Regions from separate parts of the Sus scrofa genome. Here all the other regions are linked to region 1. Evidence: chromatin contacts called from public Hi-C and promoter capture Hi-C data. All regions are on one chromosome and are shown on one strand. The core of a region is the stretch at or near the end of the contact, and the rest is flanking DNA. Distances in the headings are between cores, read along the strand shown.

Region 1 (3,488 bases), core at 462-2,961:
TTCTGGAGTGCCAGGGCTCTTCCTGCGTTTGCATCTTGCCCGGCAGACATGGCTTTGGCGTCTTTTTTCCTTCTCCTTCTTCAGTCCCCTTGTCTGTAGAAGGAGGTGGTACAGCCCTTGCATTTCGGAGCTGCTATCAGGCACGAAACATGTGCAAGACACACGTGTAGACATTTAATAGGTTAGCTGTTAGCAGGCACAGGGCACTCTGTGGTCAAGGCTAAGGGGCAGCAAGTTCTCCTGGACGATGGTCTGGCGTGGCTGAGCCCAGGGCGGGCGGGGCTTAGCAAATGAAGGGCAGCCAAAGTGAACCTTGGGACTATCCTGAGGGGCAGGGCAAGGGACAGCAGATCAGCACACAAGGAGACTTGGGACGGGCTCAAGGTATGGGCCGTAGGAATGGGAGCGGTAGTGAACATTTGGAGACATTAAGGAGGTGATTAATCGCATGGGTGGGAGCAGGAGAGAGAGAACTGCTAGGGTTGCCATTTGCCATTTACCAAGACAAGGAAACAGGTGAAGAGGAAGCCCAGGGAGGTGGGAGGTGGGAAGAAGGGGGATGAGAAGCGGTGCTTCCTTGCCTCAAAAGATCTAAACGCCTCAAAGTCCATGACCTTTCACGTGTGCCCCCTTCCAGGACGGCTCTGGCCAGCGTCGCTGGCACCCTCCCCCACTCAATATGACTGTGCGCTCCTCCAAACGGGTCACATTCTCTCACACCCTCTTGCCCTCATCCAAGCGGCTTCCCTCACCTGAAAGGATCTATGATCTGTCCCGCAGCCTATCCACAACCTGGCTGACTTGCAGTTAGCCTTCTAGGTTCAGCGAAGAGCGGGCCTTGGTTGTGCAGCCTCCACTCCCAAGCATGCCAAGCCTTCCTGTTTTCCCCTCGGCTCCCCACCCTTCCTTCCCTAGCTAGCACCTCACACACGAGACAGCGGCTGCTCTTGGGAAAGCTGCGGACGCCCGTGTGTAAGCACCCAAAGACACCGCTGACTCTCCGGGTCGGGGTTAAGTGTGTGTAGGTAATTACATGCATACACAATACGCAAATAATTTTTTTCAACAAAGCAAAAAAGTTGAAATGTAGGTTTTTTTTGAACTATGATAGCTTTGGAAACAGAAAGCTGTCGATTCTAAAACTCGACTCTTGGCTCCTTGTCACCCCTTCCCCACAACCCACGGGCTGTCGAGGACCCTCCTCCAGCCCCGCCACGCTGACTCGGGCAGGTCCCAGGGAGCCCCGTGCCCGGTTTCATCGTCAGCTGCCGGGGGACCTGGCTCGCGAGTCAGGCTCAAGAGATCCGGTGGGAGGCTCCCTCGGGCTGGCCGACGCCGGGGCTGCGGGACCACCGCGCCCTCAGTCCCCTCCCACGCGCCCGGCTCGCCCCGCCTCTCGCCCCTGGCTCTGGGTTGGGCACTTCCCCAGCCGCCCGCTACGCCTCTGCCCGGGGTCCCCAGGTCCGGGGCCGCCCCCGCCCTGCCGGCTGGCAGATGTCAGACGGCGCGCGCTGCGGGGCCCAAGCCGCGGCCGGAAGCGCGCCGCCCCGTTTCTCTCGGGCAAGTCCGGTACGGGCCGCCGCCCCCACCCGCTGGGCCCTTCGGTCGCCGCCCCGCGAGGCCACTCACCCTCCATCATCTCCTGCGACTGTTGCTGGCCCGTGCCGCGCTCCGCCGCCATGTTCGCTGCTCTCCCCCTTTCCGGAATCTGTCGCCTCAGGCCCCTCAGCCAATCAGGGCTCCCAGCTCAGAGCTTTCCCAGCCAATGGAGTCCCACGCGCTTTGCGCGGCCCCAGAGTCTCATGGGAGTTGTAGTCCTCCTGCGAGGCCGCGCCCATCCTCAGCCCCCCCGCAGCCAGCCTCACCTCCCGGCAGGCAGCTGATTAGTGCCGGGGAGGCTCTGGAAGCGAGGAGCGGGAAAAAGGCAGGTGCAGTCGGGGCCGGACGCATGGAGCTGAGCCTGCAGGCGAGCGGGAGGAGTCTGGGAGGCGATCCGCGCTCGTGGGCTGGTGGCTGGATACGGAGGGGCGGGTCCCTGCGTGGGGCTGCAAAGTGAGGGTCAATCGAGTGCGAACCGGCCCCGCTGGGTCTCAGTGGCTGCGTCTGCACAATGGGCAGACTTTGTCCCAACGTCGCTGCGCGGAGTTGGCCCGTGTGAAGGGGCCGCTTCCAGCTAACGCACAGCTCAGTGCGCCTGTACTCGTTCCGGAGCCGGGACCTTCCGCACGCGGGGTTGGAGAGCAGGTCGGGGCCCGGGACGCCGACCCAGCCACTGCGGGCCCCACAGCGCCGTCAGTCCCCGGCCCCGCAGGCAGCATGGGCCGTGAAGGAGCCGCCTTGCGCGCCCTGCCTTCAGGCCGACGCCTGTGGGAGGCAAGCTCCGCTCTGTTCACCGCCTCAATCCTGAGGCCAGAAGCACGGCGTCCGCGGACTGCGCAGGTGGAGGCGCAGCCCCTTTGGCTCCTCCGAGGCGCCGTAGGCCTCCGGTGCGTCCCTAGCAACCGTTGTCGCGCGCGTCTCGGCTCGCTCGCTGGGTCCCGCCCACCGGCGCCAGGGGTTGGCCCGTGGGGACTGCCGTTTGGCGCCGGCCGCCCTGCCATTGGCTGGCGGGGCAGGAGGCGCGGATCGGTTCCTTCTTGGCGGGTGAAGCGAACTCGGCGGGTGACTCTCCGGCCTTCGGTGAGAAGCGTGCGCTGAGAGCCGGCCCGCGCCCCGCGCCGCCCGCCTTCCCTCCGTGCGGTCCGGCCGGCTGGAGGCCCGCTTGCCGCCTTGCGGCCGTTTGCCGCCATCCGCGCCGCGGCAGGTCCTGGGGCCACACGCCCCCCGCACTATCCTCACCCTCGGAGGGGCTGGGTGCCCTCGTCCCCGCTGGAAGGTGGGCCCCGGGAGAACGCGCGGCACGGAGCTCTTCCGCGCAGCGCGGGGTGAAAGCGTGAGCCCGCTACCTCTCTGGCCTTTGTCTTCAACCTGCTCACCCGCGCCTTTTTTTTCTTTCTGGCCGCGCGCACCGCACGCGGAAGTTCCCGGGTCAGGGGTCGAACCCGATTCCGGGCAGTGACAACGCCGCATCCTTAACTGGCTAGACCACCAGAGAGTTCCTACCGTTGATCCCTTCTAGTGTATTTTTCAGTTGCTGTATTCTTTCGTTCTCATTGCTTCTTCCGTGTGCCTTGTAACTCTGGACGTTCTCACGGCGCTCACCTGTTCTCCTGACATCTGTGATCGTTACCTTGGGCTCTCCTATCGCTTAGATGACTTGTCTTCGCTTAGTTTGGTTCTTGCTCTTTCATTTGGAACATTTTCCGCCATCTTCTCATTTTGCCTAATCTCTGTGGTTATCTCTTTGTATGAGGTCGTTTGGTTATGCCCCTCAGCCCTGGGGCAGTGGGCTTTTGTCGGAGGGGTTCTGTGGGCTCAGCAGCGCGCTCCTCTGCGGCCCCCAGAGCCAGATGCTTCAGGCTGTTCCCTATGTGGGCTGTGTGTGCTCT
Region 2 (3,488 bases), core at 279-2,778, 380 kb after region 1:
AAGAGGGGCCAGAGACCGTCAGGAAGTTGCAGAAAATGAAAATTCCGTGGGACGTGAAGCAGGAGAGGCAAAGAGCACCCTCCCGTCGGTGCACGAATTACCTCTTCCCCACCGGACGCCGCATCAAACTCCGAGCGCGGTGCTTTGGGGCTGGGCCTTCCCCAAGGCTGACCGACTAGGGCTCACTCGGGCCCGCGGGCTCTCCCGGCAGGAGGGACTGGGACTTCAGGGCCTCCTCGTACTTCTGGAGCTGGGCCCAGAAGCCCGGGTTGGGCTCGGCCACTGGGCGGGCGCTCTTCACGGCCTGCAAACGAGGGGCTCAGGCTGCACACACCGTGCGGCGCTCGCTGCAAGTCCGCAGACGCCCCCACGGCCCGGAGGCCCCGCCTCCACGAGCGGGCCCCGCCCCTGCCCAGAGCCGCGTCCCGCCCAGAAGAATCTCTTCCGGTTTCGAGGTCCGCCCTGACGGAAGTTCCCGCCGGAAGCCCCGACCCCGGAAGTCCGGGCTTACCTGGAAGGCCCGATCCAGGCTCAGGCCGCCGTGACGCATGAGGTAGGCGGTGCAGACGGCCGCCGAGCGGCTGCGGCCGTTCTTGCAGAAGACGAGGCAGGCGCCACCTGCGCGCATCGCGGCTTCCATGGCGGCGCAGGTGGGCTCCAAGTGCGCCAGCAGGTCCTCTGCCGGGTCGTCGAATACGGGCACGCGCAGCTCGGCCACGCCGGGCGCGCGCGGCCCGGGCTGCTGGCGCGAGACGTTGACGCACAGGGTGACGCCCGCGCGCTCCAGCATCGCCTGCGCGGCCGCGGCGCGCGCGCTCCCGAGGAAGAGCGAGGGTGCGACGCGCACGAACGGCGGCGGGGAGGCCTCGGCAGCTCCGCGGCGTTCGGCTTGTTCTGGGTCCATGACCGGCGCCCGGGCACCCACCCCGGAGACTATTTTGAGCCGTCGGGCGGCCCGCCTGGCACCGCAGGGCCCTAGAGGCTAGAGGCCTCCCTGGGCCGCCCCGCCCCTCTCCCGGCCGGGTTTTGGCCGAGCACAGGCGGGGCACACCCCCAAGGCTCTGGCCGCCTCCTCATTGGTCAGGCCCAGCCGGGGCTGCGGCCGTTGCCTGGCCCCTTGACCATTGGGAGACTCCGATTGGCCGTAGCGGGGTGGGCGGGTCCGGGTTGTTGGGAACGAGCCTCAGGGCCCGCAGGCCCGGGCCGCGCGGCTTCAAGGCGGGGCTGCGCAGGTGGGCTTCTCCAGCGGTGGTTGACGCGCCCGGTAGACTGTCACAGATTGTCACCTGTGCACTGACCGCGTTGTTTTGTTGGTGGCCACCTTACGGAGTTCTCTTATAACTGCAGTGCCAGCTGAAGTGCCCTTTAGTACAGCTGTTTACTCCTTTTTGTTACCTGCCTTCTAACAAATCACCCTGTAATTTCTGCACTTTAATTTTCCTTTTATGGTGAAACATGGTTTATATGAAATAAAACTATTTACCATTAGCTTTTCAACGTTTTTACATAGTCCAGTATTTTCGTTTTTATTTTTCTCAACTATTAATTTTTGGGTCATTACTGTAATTTTTAAAAACTAAACTTTAGGGAGTTCCCATCGTGGCACAGCGGAAAGGAATCTGACTAGGAACCGTGAAGTTGCGGGTTCGATCCCTGGCCTCGCTCAGTGGGTTAAGGATCCGGCGTTGCTGTGAGCTGTGGCTCTGGCGTAGGCCGGTGGCTATATCTCCGATTAGACCCCTAGCCTGGGAACCTCCATATGCTGCTGGAGCGGCCCTAGAAAAGACAATAAAATAAAAATCAAAAACTAAACTTTATACAGCTGCTTTTTTTTTTTTTTTTTTTTTTCTTTTGAGGGCCACACTCGTGGCTTATGGAAGTTCCCAGGGTAGGGGTTGAATCGGAGCTACAGCTGCCAGCCTACACCACAGTCGCAGCAATGTAGGATCCAGGCCACATCTGTGACCTACACCAGAGCTCACAGCAACACCAGACTCAACCCACTGAGCAAGGCCAGGGATCAAACCCGCATCCTCGTGGATACTGGTCGGTTCATTACCACTGAGCCACGACAGGAGCGCCTCTACAGTTGCCTTCTAAGAAGGCTTCTTCAGTAGGTGTTTCTGCTCTGCTGTCAGACAGCAGACAACTGGTTTGACAGTTTCAGTCAAAACTGTCTTGTAGTTCTTTAAACTGCATTTAGTTATTGCAGTTTCAGTTCAATTCTAATAACAGTAAAACATCTCTTCTGACTCATTTCCATTAACTACTTAAGATTTGCCGTCCCTTCTACCGGAAAGTATTCTCCAGTTATCCACCCCCCGCCCCCCACCCCACCCCGCAGGACTGGGTGGTCTGGCAGAAGAACCTGTACAGCCTCTCTGGGTGATTTTGATTCTCTCCATTCCAGCTGAAGCCTTCAAGCATCGGTAACTGTCAGGTCTTTTCTGCTACCCGGGGCTCTTCATTGGCTGCAGTCCTCACGTCACCACGGGAAGGTCTTCGGAGCATCCCCCTTTGCCCTAAGGAGGGATTCCGACTTTCCTAGGATGGGAGTCCAGTTTGCCCAAGTTTCTGGAGGCCAGCCAGCTAGGTGGAGATGCCCTGTCCCCCTGCTGCAGAAGTGGGCATCTCATTGCCTCCATCGACCAGGGACGCCTGCCCCCCATGACTGCTTCAGGAAAGGGCTTGGGCTGTCCTGTGAACCAAAGAGGAGAGAGGGGCTTGGGGGCCTCTGCCCTCACCTTGTGACCTCAAAGGGAAGGAAGCCTAGATGAGAGCCAGATGGGAGAAATGGTCCCTGACATTGTTGGGCCACTGGATCTAACCAGATGCGAAGGACCTCCAGCCTCTGGACGGTTTGGTTTCCTGACAGCCTATCACCCTTCACTGTTGGATGCTGAAAGTGGGTTTTCTGTTTCAAGACCTCTAAATGATACCCCAAGCTCCTTCACCCCACTGAGTTACTGAATCGGGGACAAGCCATCCTAACTCGCAAATCCATTCTCTCCACCTGGAATGCTGTGCTTTTGGGGCCACCTTCTTCTGGCCTTGGCACCCACCTCTGGAGAGGAGCCTGCCAGCCTTCCTCGCTGTAGCCAGAATACGCCTTCTAAAAGTGTTTCTGAATGTTGGTCCCGACTCAGCAAGTTGTGATCCATTAGTGGGTTGGGAAATCAGTTTTGTGGGTCATGACCCATATTTTTTTTAATTTTTAAAATTTTTTGCTCTTTAGGGCCGCACTGCATATGGAAGTTTCCAGGCTAGGGAATGAATGGGAGCTGTAGCTGCCAACCTACAGCACAGCCACAGCAACACTGGGTCCGAGCTGCATCTGTGACCTACCCCGCAGCTCCCAGCAACTCTGGCTCCTTTACTCACTGAGTGAGTGCAGGAATCGAACCTGCATCCTCATGGATACTAGTTGGGCTTGTTCTCATTGAGCCACAATGAGAAGTTCCCCAAATTTTACTTTTTAATAAAATGGT
Region 3 (3,488 bases), core at 726-3,225, 360 kb after region 1:
AAACGCCCAGGCCCCTGGGAGCAGGTGTCCTCGCCTGATGCTTCATCTGAAGCCACCTGACCTGACCCCCCTCCTGCCTTCAAGGCCTTAGGGCCCCCCGTGAGCCTCTTCCCCCAGCTGTGCAGACATAAACCCAGGGTACAGACTGAGAGAGGACGTCTCAGCTCCTCTAAGGTGCTGGCCCCGGGCACCACTGCCCCCACTAGGTCCTTCACTGACAACTTCTCAAAAAACTGCTGGCCCCACTTCCTCTCTCCTTGCGACACAGCCCCCCTGCTTCTGAGCCAGTCATGCCTCCCAAACCGCTTTTATCAATGTCACCTCCATGTCGTCACCTCCAACGGGCACCCTCTGTCCTCTTTCCCAAGACTCAGCAGCGTTAGAGCAGGGGCTGCCCCCCAGCAGTCCCTGCTGGGCTTCCGTGGCCCCACAGGCCTCTGGCGGTCCTCTCACCTCACTGCCTGCCCTTCTCAAGGCGCCTGGGTTCCTCAAGGCTCAGTTCCAAGCCCCCTCTTTTCTGCCCGTACTTTCTCCCGAGATGCTCTTCCAGACCCTGGGCCATATGCCGTCTGTTACCGTCTCAATTCCCAGATGGAGCATCCAGCCCAGATCTGCCTGAGCTCCCAACTCTCGTATCCACTTCCCCGCAGTTGGCCCCGCATGAACATGGAGGGCAAAGCCCAACCCTAGACTTCCACCCCTAGCTCTCCCGCCTCCCGCTTTCCCCAGCTCATCAGATGAGACCACCAGCCAGCCGGCGCTCAGGCCAGAAACCCAGTCATTCTTGATGTGTCCTTTACCCTCACCCTCTACTTCCAATCATCACTAAGAACGACCAACCCTCCCTCCAAGATGCTTCTCGGATCCACCGACTCCAAAGCACATCCCAGTGGTGCTCACACGAACCTGAGGCCCTCCTCTTTCTCCTGGACCACTGCAGTGGCCACCTGCACCCCTGCCCCAACAATCCATTTCACACCCGGTGGAAAGAGTGAGCCTCCTGAAACACAAATCCAAAGGAATCACTCTTCTACTAAAAATACCTGAGCAGCCTCCTATTGAACCTACAATCCTTTAAAACCACCACCACCACCACCACCACACTCCACTGGCAGGGCCAATTAGGCTCTTTGGCCCTTGCCACCCTCAGGCAAAACACTGTTGCCCAAGGAAAGCCCCTCAGCGGCCATAGCCGAGCAGTTCTACCTTTGTTCCCGGGCTGGCGCCACACAGATGTTTCCACTAAGGCTGCAAGCACTCAGGGGGAGCGGGGTTGCTCCCTGGGCAGTCTTACTCGGCCAATACACCATTTCTAAAGATATCAACACAGCACCAGGCCGGAGCACCCCTCAATTCAGGTGTTTACAACTGACAGTGCCAGTGCACAAAGTCCAAAACGGTAATTTGCTCAGCAAAACATGGCCCTTCCACGGGAGCATGAATGGAAGAAGGAACCAGAAAGCTTGCGGCCAGAAGGGCCCTGCAGACTAGAAGCTCTTCGGGGCACCCGCAAGTGGGGCTAAGCTTGTGTCTGCTAAAACGCCCCTCTGGCTGCGCTTTGAATCGCCTACGGAAAAGAGCTCACGCAGGTAGGGGCCGCGAGCCCGGGTCCAGCACTGCTGGAGTGGGATGGGAGGCGGCGTGGGAGCCCACTCGTGAGAACAGCAGCAGCAGCAGCAGACCCTGCCGAGAGCTCTGTGCCCAGCCCCGCCTGATCCCTGCCGCCCCGCTCGCACCACAGCAGGAAGCGGCGCCTAGAGACCCAGCGCGAGACCCGCGCGCCCCCCGCCCCACCTGGGGCCGCCTCCACGTGATCTCCTCCCGGAACTGGACCAGCGGCGTGGAGAAGCTGGAGAAGATCGAGGAGTCCGACGCGGGGAAGGCAGAGTCTCGGAAAAGCTCCCTGGCCGGCGCCCGCATCTTGGGGCCCCCGGGCTCCCATCTGCAGCCCACGCCCCGTGCCGAGCGCAGCCGAGGGGGCCCGCAGCCCTGCGAGAGGGCAGGCCGGCCGCGGTCCCGCCAGCACCGCGCTCCCCTGCGCGGCCCGGCCCCCCAGCCCCGCGGGCCCCGCAGTCCCATCCGGCAGGGGTGCCCGCCCCCTCCGTCGCCCCGGTAACCGCCGTCCTAGGCTGCAGCCAACCAGGTGAGTCGCTACTGGTCACATGACAGAACGGCCCAATCGCATTCGAGTGTTGGGAAGTCCGCGCGAGAGTCCCAGCCCCAGGGGGGCGTGGCTCCCGAGGTAAGAGGTGGCGGGGCTGTGCGGTCCCGGCGGCTGCGCTTCTCCGTCCCGAGGCTCGTAGCTGTGCTCGCTAAGACTCACACCTGGGAGGCCGGCAGCGTCTTGTCCTCGGGCCGATGCGGCTCGGGTCGGGGCGTCGGGATCTCCTGGACTCGCAGGTTCCTGGGGCCGAACGGGCCAGAGCGGCCTCGGCCGAGGATGGGCCGCGAACTACAGATCCCAGCCTGCCGCGCCCCTCCCAGAATGCACCTCTTCCGGCGTGGGCGGCGGGCCCGGCGCCTGCTGTCGGGAAAGCGGGTGACTCTTGGGAGGGGAACTGTGAGCGGGCCGGGGCGTTGTGTGGTCTGCCGATGTTGTGTGCTGGGGTCCTGGGGCGTGTCCCAGCCCGCGGAGGGCCTTCCCGGGCCGGAGAAGCTGTGTCAAGGCAGGCTCCGGTCAGACGCGCTGTATTCTGAGCAGGGCAGGGAGTCGGGCTGGAGCATCCTCCTGGTCCCCGGATGGCCGGGCATCTGGTTCTGGTGGGCTGCACGGTGACCCGCCGGACTTGCGGTTATAGCTCACGGCCGCTCAGTGCTGCGGGTTGGGGAGGACAGTGATTTCGGGATCTGTCTAAGGGTTTACCCTTGCTGCAGGATCCCGCCCTTCCCCATCCACACTCCCAGGAAGGAAGGCAGTGAGCCCGAGGCTTATTCTTTGCTACTTCTTCTTCCCTGCGGCTGGAGCCTTCACAGAGGGTCGCACGGTGGAGAAGAGGGCCTCAATCCTTCTAGGACAGCTCTCTGCTACCTATAGAGTTTCTGAGATTTTTTGCATCCCCAGGCCGATTTTGCTCCCCCCCCCCATATGAATGGTCGTCAGATTGAAGCCGTTCTGCAATCTTATCCCAAAGAGAAGTTCCCAAGTTCCTGTCTTGGCTCAGCGGAAACTAATCCGACTAGGAACCATGAGGTTGCAGGTTTGATCCCATCTTGCTCAGTGGGTTAAGGATCTGGCGTTGCCGTGAGCTGTGGTGTAGGTTGCAGATGCGGCTTGGATCTGGCGTTGCTGTGGCTGTGGCATAGGCTGGTGCCTGCAGCTCCGATTAGACCCTTAGCCTGGGAAACTCCATATGGCGCGGGTGCGGCCCTAAAAGGACCAAAAAAGACGGAAACAAAACAAAAAAACAAAAGGGAAGTCCCTATTGCAAATGAGAAACAGCCTGGTCCTTGAGCCCCTGTCCTGACCTTCGTACTCTGGAGCCCTGGGT
Region 4 (3,488 bases), core at 528-3,027, 340 kb before region 1:
TACAAGCTGATGTACTGCACCTGTTTCCTTTTCTTCCTGGTAGGCTCATCCCACAGATGATTTGCCCAACCCCACGGGGCTTCTCTTCCACAGTATTCTGTCGACTTAAAGACATGCACAACTTAAAAGTTGACAGTTCAGTTTTATTTGGGGCAAAATGAGGACTATAGCCCAGGAGGCAGCATTTGAGAAAGTTCTGAAATACCACTCGAGAGGTAGGCGGAACGTCAGCATACATGAGATTTGGGCGAAGGGGGAGGTACAAGCACACACACATTTTACAGAAGTTAACTGCCAGCGTCGTGAAGGTCACTGCTTGTCATGAGGAGCAGTCACCACCATGAAGGATTTCAGTGCTTTTCCAGATACAAGGAGATGCAATGATTGGGCTCATAAAATCCTCTCCTGAAAGTACCTGTCTGAAGGCCTGTTCTGCCAGTTCTCCTAGGGCACTGAGAGCCTCGCTCCTGCTCTCACCCCGAGCTCTTCCAGCGGATGAGGGTCAGCAGGTGCAGTGACTCACCAGTCACTCCTTGTACAGGCAGATGGCAAGTGCCCATCTCCAGCACTTAATCCCTTCCTCCTCTTGAAGGCAAGGAGATGGACATTTTAGAACAAGATATATTGATCAGACGAAAGCAACATCAGTACCTTGATCTTCCACCAGGTTACACTGCAGTAACAAAAAGCACTGCATCTCAGGAGACTCAGAATCACAGCTGCTTATTTCTTACTGGGGCTGCAGCTGGGCGGTGCGTCTTCATTCCAGGATCTGGGATGAAACAGCAACCTAATTGTGCACATGCTGTTCTCTCACTGGGGTTAGGAGGGGGTGCAGGGAACCTCACAGACGATTTTAAAAGTTGTGCTTGAAAGTCAGCTCTGGTTACACCGCCAAGCTCCACACCAAAGAAGGAAGCCAATTAACCGGGAGTAACAGATTCTATCGCCCTTCCAGAACCTCAAACTAAATCAAGAAAGGGTCAACCGGGAAAGCATAAAGCTACCAAAGGTATGGTGGGTCGCGGCGACACAGGGCGTGGCACAGCACGGGATGCACTGGGGAGGGTAGGTCCGGAGGTTCTCAAAGGCTCCCTGGCGGGCAGAGCCCAGAATCCCAGGGCTGCCAAGTTTCTACCGCCTCCAGTTCCACACGAGCGCCTCTCCGTGGCAAACTCAGACGTTCCACGTTCCGGAAAGGCCGTTCTAGCTTCTTACGGGCCTCAAGTTGCTTTCCGCCCCAAAGCCCCGCCTTGAGGAAAGACCCCCACTGGGACGGCATTCGGGGAGGCGCCGCCGGGCGGCCGCGAGGTTCCGAGGACACTAGGGACCGGCCTGACGGGAGGGAAACACACGGCCTGAAGACAACAGGGGCAAGACATCCCGAGCGCCTTCTGGGCGCGGGACCACGCGCCCTCAAACTTTCCGCCCCCCAGGTGCCAATTCCTGAGGGCGACAGGCAGGCTCCGAGCGTAGCGTGGTCAAACGCACACGCCGGGTTCCCGCCACCCAGCGCCCACGACCCCGACACGGCGCCCCGCCTCTGCCGGACTTGTCCCAGCCAATCCCAGCGCGCGCCCCGCACGCCAGAAGATCGCAGCCAATCCTAGCGCGCGCTTCAGACGCCAGAACATTTTAGCCAATCCTAGAGCGCGTCCCGGACGCCGTCCTACCTGAGCCAATCCCAATGCGCGCCGGGGACGCCAGAAAATCTCAGCCAATCTCAACGCACGTCCTGGGCGCCGTCCCACCTGAGCCAATCCCGGCGCGCACCGCGGACGTCGGCCAATGGGAGGTCCGGGCGGTGCGGCGACGCGGCGACGCGAGGCGGCGGCAGCGGCGGGAAGGCGCGGAGATGGCGGGCCGGCGCGGGGCTCTCATCGTACTGGAGGGTGTGGACCGCGCGGGGAAGAGCACGCAGAGCCGCAAGCTGGTGGACGCGCTGTGCGCCGCGGGCCACCGCGCCGAGCTCCTGCGCTTCCCGGGTGGGCGCGCCGGGCTCCGGGAGGCCGGGGGCCAAGGGAGGACCCTGGGTGGGGGCGGGGCCCGCGGGCTTCGCGGGCACCCGAGGACGGAGGAGCGAAGTCTAGTGCTGCTGCACACGCGCTCGCTGTCCGTCTGCTGGTGGGGAGCTCCGAGCGCGGGGCTGCCGTCCATGTGCGCCCTGTGAGCCGGCCCTGGTTCCTGTCATTCAGCGGGATGCATCTGTGCTTCTATTTTTGCGTAGCTCTGATGCTACGTGTTTAGTGGGTCTTGATACACGTGTACACCCAGGAAACCATCTTTACAGTCAAGATAATGACTGTATCCATCACCCCTAGAAGTCTCCTGGTGCTGTCTGTAATCCAAGTCTCTGTTTTGTTTGACTAGCTTTGTTTGCCCATATGTATGTGTATATATATATATGTTTTAGGGTTGCACCTGTGGCATATGGAAGTTGCCTGGCTAGGGGTCAAATTGGAGCTGTAGCCATGGCTTACACCACAGCCACACGGCATCTGAGCCGCATCTGCGACCTGGGCCACAGCCACATGGACACCGGATCTGAGCTGCACGTCTGTAGCCTATGCTGCAGTTTGCAGTTTGCAGCAACACCAGATCCTTTACCCACTGAGCAAGGCTAGGGATCAAACCTGCACCCTCACCAACACTGTCATGTTCTTAACACTCTGAGCCACAATGGGAACTCTGAAAATGCTTTTTGAGTATTTATCATTTTTTTCTATTTACTGATTTTTTTTTTTTGGTTTTCATGGCCTGTGGAAAGACTAAGACCAAGGATGGAACCTGCACCACAGCAGCCACCCAAGCTGCTACAGTGACAACACCAGATCTCTAAGCCACTGCACCACAGGAGAACTATAGATACTTATCATTTTAATCTTTAGGCCAGCCAGTCTGCAAATCTTACCCAGTTTACTCTTGAACAACAGAGGTTTGAACTGTGCTGGTCCACTTACAGATTTTTTTCAATTAGTACATACAGTGCCACACAGTCCTGTGTTGGTTGATGTACAGGTATAGGCACTATGATTGACCTTTTTTGGTTCGCAGTCTGGTCAGCTTGTTGGCATTTTTGCAGTTGCTCCTTTCTGCCTGAGTTCCTTCTTCCTAAAGCATCTTTCAGCCCAGCGTATCTGCCCACTGCTGCCCTTTCTTGAGGTCTGAGTCTGAATCTAAAGCTGTAAAATGAAACTAAGTTCAGAGTTTCCGTTGTGGCTCAGCGGAAATGAACCTGACTAGTATCCATGAGGATGCAGGTTCCATCCCTGGCCTCGCTCAGTGGGTTAAGAATCTGGTGTTGCTGTGAGCTGTGGTGTAGGTCGCAGACGTAGCTCAGATCCCACATTGCTGTGGCTGTGGTGTAGGCCAGCGGCTACAGCTCCAATTTGACCCCTAGCCTGGGAACCCATATGCCACACCTTTGGCCCTAAAACGCAAAAAAAAAAAAAAACAAAAAACAAAAAACAAAACAACAACAAGAAACT

Evidence for each region. Promoter capture Hi-C pulls out the DNA fragments that hold promoters and counts their contacts. A called contact is a pair of places that touch in the nucleus more often than the background predicts.
Region 2: a contact with region 1 is called in a Hi-C map of liver, with 7 times the contacts expected there. The contact joins the promoter of DUSP28 here to the promoter of PPP1R7 in region 1. A contact is called at or near these places in 2 of 47 Hi-C or Micro-C datasets (heart right ventricle and liver).
Region 3: a promoter capture Hi-C map of liver shows a contact between it and region 1, with 2.1 times the contacts expected there. The contact joins the promoter of CAPN10 here to the promoter of PPP1R7 in region 1. A contact is called at or near these places in 2 of 5 promoter capture datasets (fetal skeletal muscle and liver) and 1 of 47 Hi-C or Micro-C datasets (heart right ventricle).
Region 4: a contact with region 1 is called in a promoter capture Hi-C map of liver, with 3 times the contacts expected there. The contact joins the promoter of DTYMK here to the promoter of PPP1R7 in region 1. A contact is called at or near these places in 1 of 5 promoter capture datasets (liver), 3 of 47 Hi-C or Micro-C datasets (heart right ventricle, liver and skeletal muscle) and 1 of 2 datasets of contacts at active chromatin or transcription factors (alveolar macrophages).

Annotation. Positions count from the first base shown.
Region 1 is chr15:139,916,232-139,919,719 of Sscrofa11.1, reverse strand. PPP1R7 (protein phosphatase 1 regulatory subunit 7) reads right to left here and starts at 1,711. Exons shown (of 10, transcript NM_001243902.1): 1 at 1,630-1,711. The coding sequence starts at 1,681. It also overlaps a transcript of PASK not described here.
Region 2 is chr15:139,534,868-139,538,355 of Sscrofa11.1, reverse strand. DUSP28 (dual specificity phosphatase 28) reads right to left here and starts at 1,528. Exons shown (of 2, transcript XM_003359711.4): 1 at 512-1,528; 2 at 1-304. The coding sequence starts at 904. The coding sequence ends at 176.
Region 3 is chr15:139,556,259-139,559,746 of Sscrofa11.1, reverse strand. CAPN10 (calpain 10) reads right to left here and starts at 1,975. Exons shown (of 12, transcript NM_001044529.1): 1 at 1,795-1,975. The coding sequence starts at 1,920.
Region 4 is chr15:140,254,092-140,257,579 of Sscrofa11.1, reverse strand. It overlaps DTYMK (thymidylate kinase), which reads left to right and starts at 1,777. Exons shown (of 5, transcript XM_021076414.1): 1 at 1,777-1,985. The coding sequence starts at 1,856.